2 separate regions of the Mus musculus genome follow, and region 1 is linked to region 2. The links are chromatin contacts, called in public promoter capture Hi-C maps. All regions are on one chromosome and are shown on one strand. Each heading gives the region's core, a stretch centred on a gene start, on an enhancer-like site or on the middle of the called end of the contact. The rest is flanking DNA. Distances are from core to core; before and after follow the strand shown. Region 1 holds the start of AU016765 (expressed sequence AU016765). Region 2 has its middle 35 kb from the start of Fer.

Region 1 (3,740 bases), core at 305-2,804, 730 kb after region 2:
GTAGTCAAACTAGGTTCTAGAGGCAGTGTGGGTTTTTTTTGTGGACTTCTAATTTTTTGATGTTGGGGTTTTTCACTCTAATTAGGAATTTAGGTTCCCTGAGTGTTGAAATTTGGGATAAAAGTTGGTGATGGTGTTTTAACAAATACATACACACACACACATATACATACATACATATATATATATATATACACACACACATACACACATACACACACACACACACATATATATATATCATAGTTCTAGTGACCCGGAGAGAAAAAAGAAATGAAATAGGCCCAAGTAGCTATAAATTGAAAGATGTTTATATTAAAAAAAAAATTATGATCAGAAATGTGTTTTGGGAATCATCATGGGTTGCTGGAAATGTGCTAGAATCTATTGTTTCATCAAGAATTCAGATTGTGGAATCAAACAGTCAGACACACCAAATAGATGATGGTGATGATTGACAGCTGCGGTGTGTATGGGCCTGGCCACGGGAGGATGCTGAAGCTCAAGGCTGGCAAGGATTTCAGGCCCCACTAGCATCCTCTCAGCGCGTCATCATAGCTCTGCATTGTCATTGATCACCACGCTTCGGTGCCGCAAGGACGAGGATCTTTCTTGGCAATGGGTGCTTGTTTCTGAGACCTTTTTGTTTGACTTTGTCTCTTTGACATATTTACCCAATCCCAAAGATTTCAGTCAGTTTTATTTACACAGTCTGAGTTAACACCCCCTCCCCAACTAACTATATTGTCATCGCCAAGACATGTGACCAATTTCCCATGAGCATGGAGCATTTCCTGGTTATCAACCACCATGAGTAAACCCCACCCTAGAAGGCCTTCAGAAATTCCCAAGTAGAACCAAACACCACTTGTAACTTTTTTTTTCCCTTCCTTCCTTAGGTAGGCAGAAATTGTACTATCATTGAAAATCAGTCTGGTGGTTCACTTCACCGCAAGGACAAAGAATTCAGTCTCATACCATGGATTTTTAAAAAAATGATAAAATGCACAGAGTGAAAAGCATTCCATGAGTGATTTCACACATGCTGCTAAGTACGGCAGAGTATTGCCAAGACTGGCCTTTAATCTCCATGGGAAGCCATAACAGCTGTACACTCTTATTTGCTGTCAAATGCCTTTTGCATGGTTCTTAGAGAAGACAGGAGGCAGGAAATCCTTCCCATTTATCTTACCTTACTTTCTTTGACCCGCATCTCTTCTCATTAGCCCTCTATATCTGTTGATAGCTTAGAATGTGCAGATTTTGCCAGCCCCAGGCAGAACAATCAAGCTGGATAGAAGAGGTTTGGTGTTCCCCCAACTGCCTTGGAGGCACCTGTCTGCCTCCTCTTCTCAGTGAGCTTCTCACCTCCTGACCTCAGCTCCAGTCCACGCCAGCACGGATCCTCAGTAAGACTCAGTTCGGTGTATTCTTGTGTGGGATCATGTGTCATCAAGTTCCACCTGGCTGGATGAAGTGAGCCTGGAGGAGCAGAACAGCGGGAGGGAAGTCGGACTTACTGAAGTCGTCTGTCTCCTGAGTCAGGAAGAGCAAGGATCTAGACTCTTAGCAGGTGCTGAGTAATACTCTACCCTTTCTCCTGGAAAACAAGAACCCAGAAGGTTCTGGACCAACCAATGCAGAATAATCAGAGGAACTGAATTTGATTGGTGGTAGGAAACCCTTTGGACAATCATTATCAGCTTTAAGCAATTAACTAGTTAAGCTAAAATGTCAACTGGTTGATTGGCTAAAGCTGTAGGTAGTTCATGAATCCTCTAGTTTGCCTCTTTTTTTTTTTTTTTTTCTATAAATACTATTGTTGTGGATTTGGTCTGTTATTGGTGATGGTGGGAGGCTTTTGTTTTTGTTTTCTTGGTTATTGGATTAGTTTTGTTTCTTTGTTTAGGTAAGGATAAATGGCCTGGGATATATTCCTTTTAGCACTACCTGTAGGCATTTCTAGGTATGCTTTGGGTTCTTCTGACCTCCTACTGCATTAAAACTCAAAACTGTCTACATTAAAACTAAAATCACTACACTTTCCCAACTTTGACACCACTCCCTTCACCTGGAAACAGTTCTCAACCCCCTTTAGAACTGCCTACCTACTCAACGGATACATAAGTCACATACATAGTAAGAAGTGGATGGTTTCAGTGGTATTGTAAATGTAAGTTTTTTGGGAATTTTATGAGTCATTTGGCATGACTTGGTGACTTGCCATCAGCCCTAAGTGATAATTATATATATAACAAATGCTACACAAACTAGCTGTCCTCCATCCCTGGAGTGTAAGATCTAGGCTCGACTCGGAGGCGATGGCTCCCACCATGCTGATAGCTGTCTGCGTTACTGGTTCTTGAATACCTCCTTGCTTGACATGTGTTTGGGATCCATTTGTTGAGCAGATGAATGAATTTGAGACAGGATGCACGTTTATTCTGGCCTTTGCTTAAAACTCTGAGCCTAGGCAGACTCCCCATGGCTCCATCCTGCCTGCCAACAAGTTCCTGTGATAGGTTGCCTCCTTGGCTACCTACCCATCCTCTCATGGTTTTACTCCTAGCTGGTAGTTCGCTTTCTGCCTCTTTCATCTCCTGCCCAGGTTCATGGACATCTGACAATACATTTCAGTAGCTAGGGAGAAAACACTGGCAACTTTCAGAGCCCTCCCTGGCTTCTAGTTCAGCCACACGGTTTCTGTGTGATCTCAGAAGCTCACAGCCTCCTGTAGCCTTGGTGGTTTTATGAATTAGAACGTATGTCATCGTCATCAAGCTGTGTCCATCCCAGTGGGATCACGGGAATCAAAGGAGCCGACGCACGGGCCAGGGTCCCGTGACCTGTAAAGTACCATAATTCACCTTGAGACAGTAGGAGTCAGAATTGAAAACCAGCTCTACAGCCCGAAGCAGGGCTTTTACTTTTCCTAGGCTTCTATTTCTTCATTCGCAGACGGGATAATAACACCTACCATTCAGGGCTTTTAGGAGTTCAGTGAAATTGTGTGAACAACAAGACTGATAAATACAGTTCACAGCAACCTCTTGCCTTTCCCAGTTTCCTGACTCGGGTGTCTGACATGGTATCATCATCAATCTCAGTCCGTTCTTAAGGTGCTGGGATTCTTGAGAAAGAACCGCTCTGATCCCGCTGCGGCAGAGAAAAGGCTCTGGGGTCAGAGGTCAAATCATTTGTCCTATGTGCTGGGCCCTTCACATGCTAACCTTGATCTTGAACGAGTCCTCGGTCTCTAGGCTTTCTCAGTAACTGTTCCTACTTGAGGTAGGATAGGAATTAGGCTGATAGGCCGGAGGGAGGAGAGGGAGGGTTCTGCGTGGAGTACTTAGCGCCCCACCTGCACTCGGTTGGTTTTCTGTGGGCCTTAATTACCACTGTTTCCCCAGAAACATTCCTTTACCAGAAAGATTGGAGAGTGACATTTAAGGATACAGGGAAGAACTGCAGCAGGGATGGAGGCAGGGGCATTGGTAGGAAAAGGGACAAGGGTGAGTGTGGGGGTGGGGGGTGGGGCGGGGCGGGACCTGCTCCGCACTCTGACTCCTTCTGTAATCATGGCTGACTTCCTTCACTTTGAAGCTGATGCCTGAAAGTAAAAGAGAGAGAGGAGAAGCAAATGAAACAGCCAGCAGGACTGAGCATGCCCGGTTGGATGCCAGCCACCTGCCTTCCATGTTCTGCTTCTGCTCAGCTCCAGCAGAATTGTAGCTATGTGT
Region 2 (3,615 bases), core at 743-3,242:
GTCACTGTCTCCATAGTACCCTTATAGCAGTAGACCAGAATTCTCATGAAACCCCTTCCCCAGCCCCTCAAGCTAAGCGGGTTTCCTTTCCTTCTGTGATCTACCCACAACACTTATCCTTCACATGACTACATACATGTAAGACCTTTGTTGTGGCTCAGGTAAAGTGAGCCTAGTGGCTCATGGTTAAGTCTTATTGTAGATTTTTTTGGTGTATTTTTATTATGGTACTAGCATTAAAATAAGCAGGCCTTGAACAAAGATGTTTATCCTTATCTAATCATATAAGATTTGATGGTTTGTGTATGCTCGGCCCAGGGACTGGTACTATTGGAGGTGTGGCCTTGATGGAGTAGGTGTGTCACTGTGAGTGTGGGCTTAAATATCCTCAACCTAGCTGCATGGGGGTGAGTATTCTGCTAGAAGCCTTCAGATGAAGATGTAGAACTCTCAGCTTCTCCTGCACCATGCCTGTCTGGATGCTGCCATGCTCCTGTCTTGATGATAATGGACTGAACCTCTGAACCTGTAAGGCAGCCCCAATTAAATGTTGTCCTTATAAGAGTTGCCTTGGATGTGGTGTCTGTTCATAGCAGTAAAAACTAAACTAAGATAGCGATCTTAACTAAAAATTAAAAAAAAAACAACTTTACCTAGAATGTGGAGAAGGAGCTCCGCCTTCAGGCTCTCTGTGGACCTAGCTGGTACTTGTCTCTGGCCTCCAGCCTACCAGGGTACTCTGCACAGTAAGAAGCCTATGTCTTAAAAAAAATCTCCTTCTCTTTCTCCCACCTTCACGCATACATGTACACATACACAGGCTATTGATTCTTTCTCAACAGAAATCTGACCCATAAGACCATCATCATTTATGTATTTTCAAAATTCACTATTAAGAAATGAACAAATAGGAATAATGAAGAATGTATTTATGTGGGCTGGAGCTGGCGCAATGGCCCAGTGGTTAAGGGCATGTGCTGTTCCTCTGGAAGATTTGGGCTTGATTCCCAGCACCACATCATGGCTCACAGGCATTTGTAACTCCGGTTTCAGAAAACCTAATGCTCTCTTCTGACTCCTCCAGCCCCAGGACCACTCATGGTCCACAGACATATATGGAGGTAAAACAACCATGTACACAGAATGCAAATATTTTTAAGAGAACATGCTTACTGATCTTTGAAGTTATTTTGAAGCTAACTTAACTTGGTATATACAAGTATAGAAGACTAAGCAATTTAGAAATTATTTCTTTTCTTCTGAACTATATCTCAGCTCGAGGAAAAAGAATACATCCCTACCTCCCCAGCCTTCCAACTTAGTTTTCTGGTTTGTTTTGTTTTTGCTTTTGTTTTTTGTTTGTTTGTTTGGTTGGTTTTTTCTTTAATAACAGCCTAAATCTAATTTATGCTAATCACATATTTCTAGAAGTGGGGGCCATCCAGTAGATCATGTTGACCTACCAGGGGCCCTACAAAAAAAATGTATGAGAAGCCACCAACTGTCATTATCATCTCTATTGTGAGTCAGGCTCATATAGGAATGTTGACTGGCTGAATCTTGTGCAGACCCACCCACAGCTGCTGTGAGTGCTGTGAGTGTGTGGTCCTGCCTCGTCCCCTGGGAAGATGAAGGCAGAGAGACTGCAAGGTTAAGCCCTGCTTGGTACAGAGTTAGTTCAAGGCCAACCAAGAAAAGATCCCATTTTCCAGATTAAAAGCAGTCAAGGATTGGGGCTGTAGCTTCATGGAATGGCACTTACAATGACACTTACTGTGACCCTGGTAAGCTCTTCTCAGAGGATTGTTTCTGAACAGAGAGGGTCATAGTGGCTTCTCTCTTCCCAGAGTGAAGCAGAGACTAGAGAATTAAATGCCTGGCCTCTGACAGGCACTCTGAGGATGCCAGTTATTGCTATTCCTCACAGTTACTCCAGTTCAGGCTTTAAGAATGCTGTTCTGTGTGAGCCCATTGGTTCTGCCCTGATTGCCCCAGTTCAGTTCGTTCCAAACTGTTGGTCACGCCCCTTCCTGGTATGTCTTTGAGGCAGTGTAAACAAAGACTCCCCAGTGGGCCGGTTATTTAGATGAAGTGGATAAAGCTCTAAAGTTGCTATTAATTTAGGTTTGGCGATAGAGGAATGAGGTATCTCTCAAGCATTTCTAGCTATCACAGAATTATGAAACTAAGTGGGGATGTGGAAAGCTTCTACAAAAATCACGAAAATGTTCACGATTGACATTTTAATGGCGTTTAAATATATCCCTCGGGACATATTTGCACTACTCATGCCATATTTGCGTTTCACCCAGGGTAGAGTGAGTTTTGTTTTGTTCCTCGTGTAAAGAATTTTACAGCCAACCTGTAACATCAATTCCTAGAATGTGTTGTTCTCTCAGGGACACGGAAGGATATATGTAAAAGGACACACTGTAACACTGAAACTCCACACTAGGTCTTCATATCATACACACCCTCGCCTACAGCTGAGAACAGTTAATCAATGCACAACCAGTTGGTGATGGGGAACAGTCTATGGTCAGCATCCTTGCTGTCTTGCCCACAGGAAGAAATGGCTTTTCTCAAACTCTTCTTAACATCTTGGGTCCTGGATGGGCAGGTGCTTCCGTTCCACCAGTGAATAAGTGGGGTGGAGGTGGATATGCATGGAGGAGTCCTTCATGGTGAGTTCTTCATAGTGAGAAGTCCTGCACAGTGGCTCACTGGTGTTTGCTGCTGGTCTGAGCTCAGCATTCCACTGTCTGGTTATCAGTTTCCTCATATCTGGAGGAGCAGATACGGTAGTCGGTCAGTGTCCGGTCACCAGCTCCAGCAGAACCTAGGCAGTTGGCTCTACTTGTTTGGTGAACAGCAGCAGTTTTCAGCCTTCTGCACCACAGTGTTTGCCCCCAAAATCGACATCAGCTGGCAGATCTCAGGCTTCTGTTCCTTGAATCCATCTAATCGTTTTGTGAGTACCTGATTTCCTGTTTTAAATTCCTTTCTAGCTAGTGCTTAGTGGCATCCTCTTCCTGCATTGAATTCTATATGGATGTCAAGAATAATGAACGGATATATGGGCTTTGGAGTGGCATTCAAGCACTAGAGTAAGCTTTGAAAGTGGGAAAGAATAAGGTGTGTGTAATAACACCTGTGATTATTTATACACAGCAGAGAAATCTTACGAAGTTATGTTAAAAAATCAATATTTATTTTTAGAAAAACTAAAGTGGTTTTGAGAGGCTTATGTTTTTTTGCATGGGTCCCTTAAACTGTTTAAAAATCATTTTCATGAAATATGTGCTTTTCTTTTTTTTATTTATTTTTTAATTAGGTAATTTCCTCGTTTACATTTTCAATGCTATCCCAAAGGTCCCCCATACCCACCCCCCCAATCCCCTACCCACCCACTTCCCCTTTTTGGCCCTAGTGTTCCCCTGTACTGGGGCATATAAAGTTTGCAAGTCCAATGGACCTCTCTTTACAGTGATGGCCGACTAGGCCATCTTTTGATACATATGCAGCTAAAGACAAGAGCTCCCGGGTACTGGTTAGTTCATATTGTTGTTCCACCTATAGGGTTGCAGTTCCCTTTAGCTACATATTTTCCAAAAT

The links. Promoter capture Hi-C pulls out the DNA fragments that hold promoters and counts their contacts.
Region 1: a contact with region 2 is called in a promoter capture Hi-C map of embryonic stem cells, with 2.3 times the contacts expected there. The contact joins the promoter of AU016765 here to the enhancer-like site in region 2. A contact is called at or near these places in 4 of 39 promoter capture datasets (embryonic stem cells, hippocampal neurons and liver) and 1 of 9 other capture datasets (embryonic stem cells).

The regions. Positions count from the first base shown.
Region 1 is chr17:64,554,036-64,557,775 of GRCm38.p6, forward strand. AU016765 (expressed sequence AU016765) reads right to left here and starts at 1,555. Exons shown (of 4, transcript NR_045899.1): 1 at 1,369-1,555.
Region 2 is chr17:63,827,134-63,830,748 of GRCm38.p6, forward strand. No RefSeq gene overlaps it. Among named protein-coding and RNA genes, the nearest start is that of Fer, 35 kb to the right of the region's middle. Within about 2 kb of position 1,993, at least 9 of the 459 cell types and tissues checked have an H3K27ac peak or open chromatin away from gene starts, as enhancers often do. A contact at or near this core is called in embryonic stem cells, where this site is marked.